Regions from separate parts of the Zea mays genome. Here region 2 is linked to region 1. A link is a contact called in public Hi-C data. All regions are on one chromosome and are shown on one strand. The core of a region is the stretch at or near the end of the contact, and the rest is flanking DNA. Distances in the headings are between cores, read along the strand shown.

Region 1 (2,700 bases), core at 134-2,633:
CATAGTGTATGGAGACCATCAAGCAACACAGAATATAGAAAGAGACTTCGTCCCAGGATAGCGCAATGTTCACTGCCTAATAGCAGAGCATGAAGACAACAACAATCCTCGCCCAGCTAAAAACAAAAAAGTCAACATCCAACTGCAGAGCAACGAGGGAACCAAGACGGTCACCCTTGATCCCACAACCCCCAAGCAAATCGTCTTGATCAGCGAAGACCTTTCAACAAATGAAGAAGAAAGACTTCTCTCCTGTCTCAACCGCAACAAGGACGTCTTTGCCTAGTTCGCTCTTGATCTAGTTGGGGTCAGCCGCACCATCATAGAACATAGCCAGGGCATCGACCCCTCGGTGCACCCAAGGAAGCAGCGGTTAAGGAAAATGTCCGATGAAAAAACAGAAGCAGCAAAGACCAAGGTGCACCGTTTATTGGAAGCAAAGTTTATCGAGACAATAGCTTACCCCACCTAGCTCGCCAACGTTGTCATGGATTAGAAGAAAAACGGGAAATGGCGAATGTGCATTGATTTCACTAGCCTCAACAAAGCATGCCCAAGGACAACTTTCCTCTACCACGAATCGACAAGATCGTCGATTCTGCAGCTGGCTGCGAAGTCATGTCTCTTCTAGATTCCTTCTCAGGTTACCATCAAATCTACAAGAAAAAAGAAGACAAGGCTAGCACAAGTTTCATTACACCCTTTGGCACGTACTGCTTCATGCGGATGCCCGAAGGGCTCAAAAACGCCAGCTCAACATTCTCCTGTCTCACCAAAAAGATTCTCGAGGACCAGATGTGTCGCAACGTCTTCACATATGTAAACCCCGGAATCTAGCTCCTAAAACCCTAGTCAGTTGAGAAATAATAAAGGAGTCATTTTAATTATGTATCTTATTAAAAGAGGCATATTTTCTTTAAATAAACGTTCTTTTAGGAGACTATATAAAAACCCTTATATGAGTAATGTATTTATAAATACTTCCTTGAAGTGTCTAAATTAACATAAGTTATATATTAGAAATTACTTTCATAAAAAATACAATATTTAAAATCATTTTCATAAATAAAATAATAAATAGATTAATAAAAGTATATTCATGCATTCATGTTGAAGTTTTGACTGTGCATTTATTAGGAATTAGAAAACTGGAAACCCAGATTTAAAACTTAATTTAAACCATATTCAAACTTGAAAGAAATAGAAAACTGAAAAAAGTGAAAATGGCCGAATGGGCCAAATTTCCCCTACCTGCCCAATCTTCTCATCTGGTGGCCCACGCACGCGCGTCAACTCCACGCCGACAAGCGAGACCGGCCTGTCTGCCTCATCACGCCCATGACAGACCATCATCGTGCCAGCCCTGTGGCCACCTCCGCGCCAGTAACTGATGGGCCCGCCTCGTCATCCGCGGTTCCCCATCCACGCGCTCCTACTATCACTGTCGTGTGGGTCATGTTTGTCAGTGTTCTCCTCAAGCTCAGGATGGTAACAAATCCCGCGCTGCTCGCCGATATGGGTGGGAGGCAGGTGCTGGGATCCCTCTGACCTCGGAATCGGGCTTCGCCCGATTATAAAACAATGCACTGCCTTCCCTTCTTGGCTACAACCGCGTGGATCGGGCAAAACTTTGTGCATCCTTGCTGTGGACAAGGATTGGGTGCCGCCGGTGCCGCTGCTGGGGATCTTCGTCTGCACAGGCGCTCGGGTCACGACGGTCGCCTGGGTGCTTCACCAGGCCGTGGGGTTGATATCAGTGGTCTCAGCTGGCCAAATCGGTGGGCAAGGGGAAGGGAATTTCTCATCAGCACGCCTCCGTCGCCGCTGTTCTGTCGTACCGCGTCGACAACCTCATCCTCGTCACCATCGACGGTGAGAACGCCTCTGTATGGCTCGCCTTCATCTCTGCTCCGTCTACCGTCCCTTGGATTTGAGGATTTGTGCTCAGATCGGCAGGCGGCCGTGCACCGGTAATGGCACCACCGTAGGGTGGCTGGCGCCGCCGCTGTTCGCGTCCGGTGTGGTGCAAGCGTACTAGGGTTGCAGATGACCGTTGGATCCTATTCAACGTTTGTGATCCAATCAACGAGATACCGGTTCGGGAATAGATCGTAACCGTTGGGAAATGCATTGAGTGGTTAGGATTAAAGATAAGGAACTCGTTCGGTCGATGCGATCGTAGCCCTCGATTTGAAATTGGACGGTTCCGGTTGCTTACCAGTTAGAGTTATATGGAACCTAATCCTGACCTTGTGCCACCGATCGGACGGCTAGGATCGTCTGATACCCCTTTGACCAGTGTGTCTTGCAAAAGAGACCCTGGGTTTTCATACATTCAACCTACCGTCCACACCTGTGGTAAAGTAATTGCACCTGGACCCAGAAATTTGTGAACTAAACCCTGTGTTTACTGGTATTTATGCCAGCAGCCCAGTGAGCACCTAAAATGAATAAAACAATTTAGAAAATGGTTTCCAATATAGAAATAATTCTAGAATATTGTTTAATTCATAGAAAAATTATTTTAATTCATTTTTGATCCATTCCAGTTGCGTTGAATTCATAATAATATTGTTTATCATCTAGTAACCTTGTGTTGTTATAAACATATATTAGAAGTTATACACTTAGTTTCTTTTAATCCAACATTTAAAACTCCGGAAATCCATAACTTCTTCGTTCTAATTCTGATTTGGTCCG
Region 2 (2,777 bases), core at 14-2,513, 77 kb after region 1:
AGCCGCCTTGAGGTCAGGATTCTTACATAGCAAACAGGGAGAAAATCTTTGCCTCTGAGCACGCGCATCATGGAGGCATGGAGCCATCAGCCACCGCACTGAAATCATGTGGGAGAAGAAGAAACAGCCAAGCAGTACACTGACGCCAACCTGAACCTGATGGCTGACTCCACAAGCCTCAGACCATAGTGTTTCCCAGCCATCTGGCACATCTCCGTGGATCTGTCCACTAACTGCTAGCTTTATCTGAATACCTGCGCTCTTGACATGCCAATAGACGATGCATTGAAAAGGGATGTTGTTAGCCTGTTACATAGTGAACAGGGACCACTTCAGGTGCTCTACTACCTCAAAAGAATGGACTCTGCCACAACGAAACAAATGCAAAGATAAAGCCTATCCTAAGAGTTCGCCTGTGAGAACTGAGGAGGAGATGTGATGCCAATGCCATGCCCATGCATGAGGAAATTGAGTGACTACTTGAGTCGGTTCTGACTTCAGGTTATGTCATGCGAGAAAAAAGCCTGCCAATGCAGTTACCAACACGCACTAAAATGTGCTGTCAAGCAGAGCAGAGCAGCCAGCCAAGTGGGCATCAATCCTGTCCTGTTATGATGACAGTAGACAGGTGACTTGAAAACATATAGAAAGTGTCTGTTTTGTTGTTACAGTACCCTGTCTGTTCTTGGCTTCTTGCTCCTCTCTAATAATCCCACGTGAGAAACATCTACAGATCACCGTCGATGGTTTAGAAAAAAAAATGGCAAAAGCTTGCCTTTCAGTTAAGAAGGGAAATAAATTTTAAACACATTAAAGATTGGGGCTAACTCTGAAGAGGCTTACCCCGTCTTTCTCCTTACCTCCAATCGACCTTGTGCTGTCCATAAGCAGTTCTAAAAAATTTGTCCAATTCCGTCTCTTTCCAGAGGTTGCCATTGGAATGCCAGTATTACTTTTTTTTCCAGCCTTTTGTGTCGTTGCTTCCCACCCAGAGCTGAATCGTCCGTGCCAGTGTTCTTAAGCCAACGCTTGACGCCAAATAAATTTTCAAGTGGTCTATTGCACAAAACCTAATAGTGTCATGGTGAGGCTATCCCCTTGAATTGAAGTCAATATCCGTCATGAGAATTTTGCTCTATACGAGTGTCCAACAAACAACCTACACTTGTTTTTGTCAGTAAAGAGAAGCAGGGTTTTTGTCCCGAGCGCAAGGGAAAGAGGAAACCTTCAAGTCGCATCTGGAAGGCAGTGCTCACACTCACAGTATGGCCGAAATATCGGCTGTAAATGGTTTCATAGTTTGTTTAACACTTGCCTGTTCCCTGGTGAATAGTCTTGACAGTCAAAAAAATCTTTTTAGCCTTGTTTTATTCTGCAGCTGACATTTGTTCGGTTAAGAATGCATTGGAGACATTAAGTGATAAAATCTCTTACTAGTTAAAATTAAATAAAAATAAATTTAATTTTTTTAAAGCTTGTTTGATTATATGGGTGGATTGAGGGCATTGGAGAGGATTAAGGGTCTGTTTAGATCCTTGTGGCAAATAGTTTGCCGGCTAATTTTAGCACCTTCACCTCCAAATAGGCTGACTAATAAATTGGCTAATTGTTAGTCGAAGAACCAGTAAATAGTTTGCCCATAACCAGTTAACGTTGCTAATAGGAACTAATAGATCGTACAAAGATAGCCAAGGCTACAAACATACCCTAGTTAATTTTTGCTAACTAATTATTTGACGGCTAATTATTAGCCACTAGCAAATAATAAGTTAAGAGGATCCAAACAGGTCCTAAATCTCTTGATGTTCAAAATTGAATAGAAGGTGATTTAACCCCCTCAATTCTCTCTAATCTCCATGCAACCAAATAAAGCCTTAGAGTCTATTCGGTTATAGGATGAGATTGAAGAGAACTAAAGGGGATTGAATCCCTTCTAATCCACTTCTAACCAAATAAGTCTTGTTCAATTGTACAGAGATTGAAGGAGAATAAATCCATTTCTATTCGATTTAGATTAGACAGGATTTTTAATCTACTTCGATCATCTTTGACCCAGGCCGGGCGTATATACGTCATTTCTCCTCATCCTGTCTCTACTTATTAATTGCTCGCAGCCCATAGAAGGCCTTGAGTAGGATTTAAGCACGGGTTTCGAACCGTCTTCTTCTCCTTATCCTTATGGAAATTTAAGAGAGAGATCACTCCACAGAATAACCGAGAGAGAAGATTCAGGCAACTCGGCGATTAAAGAAAGTGACTACTTTCGCTCATAGCTGGATAGAACTAGTACGAAAAGAGACCAAAAAAAGAGCCTTCCCAAGCTAAATGCTATTTTCTCTTTTTTTCTTACTGCTAAAGGTATCAGTAGGTTTAGATCACAGGAGGCAACGAACCACCAATCCAAACCGATGCCAGCAAATAAAACCAACGCTTAAGACGCTATTGGAGAATCTACTCCTAACCAAATAAGGCCTAAAGAGGAATAACAATGCTAATATCCAAACGACCTGCTTTAATGGATTGCACTTGAACTGTTCATTTGCTGCACACACCTTCCAAATAAGACCTAGAGTACATGGGCGGCAGTTATTATTATTACACCTGTTATTACATGAGCATATATTACAGATATGTCCTTCAGTGTAGGATATCACACTAGCTACGGGCTCAAGTCATTTCCTTACGGTCAGACTACTTTGGTAAAATGTCAGACGAGCTACATATGACAGATGCAGGTAACACAACTGAAAATAAAAAAAAAATGCTGAAGGTGGAAC

What was found. A called contact is a pair of places that touch in the nucleus more often than the background predicts.
Region 2: a contact with region 1 is called in a Hi-C map of endosperm, with 6 times the contacts expected there. The contact joins two enhancer-like sites. A contact is called at or near these places in 5 of 25 Hi-C or Micro-C datasets (ear, endosperm, leaf and 1 more).

The regions. Positions count from the first base shown.
Region 1 is chr5:112,759,133-112,761,832 of Zm-B73-REFERENCE-NAM-5.0, forward strand. No RefSeq gene overlaps it. Among protein-coding and RNA genes, the nearest start is that of LOC100280217, 130 kb to the right of the region's middle. Within about 2 kb of position 1,384, at least 20 of the 20 cell types and tissues checked have an H3K27ac peak or open chromatin away from gene starts, as enhancers often do. A contact at or near this core is called in endosperm and tassel, where this site is marked.
Region 2 is chr5:112,836,273-112,839,049 of Zm-B73-REFERENCE-NAM-5.0, forward strand. It overlaps a transcript of LOC100280217 not described here. Among protein-coding and RNA genes, the nearest start is that of LOC100280217, 54 kb to the right of the region's middle. Within about 2 kb of position 1,264, at least 7 of the 20 cell types and tissues checked have an H3K27ac peak or open chromatin away from gene starts, as enhancers often do. A contact at or near this core is called in endosperm and tassel, where this site is marked.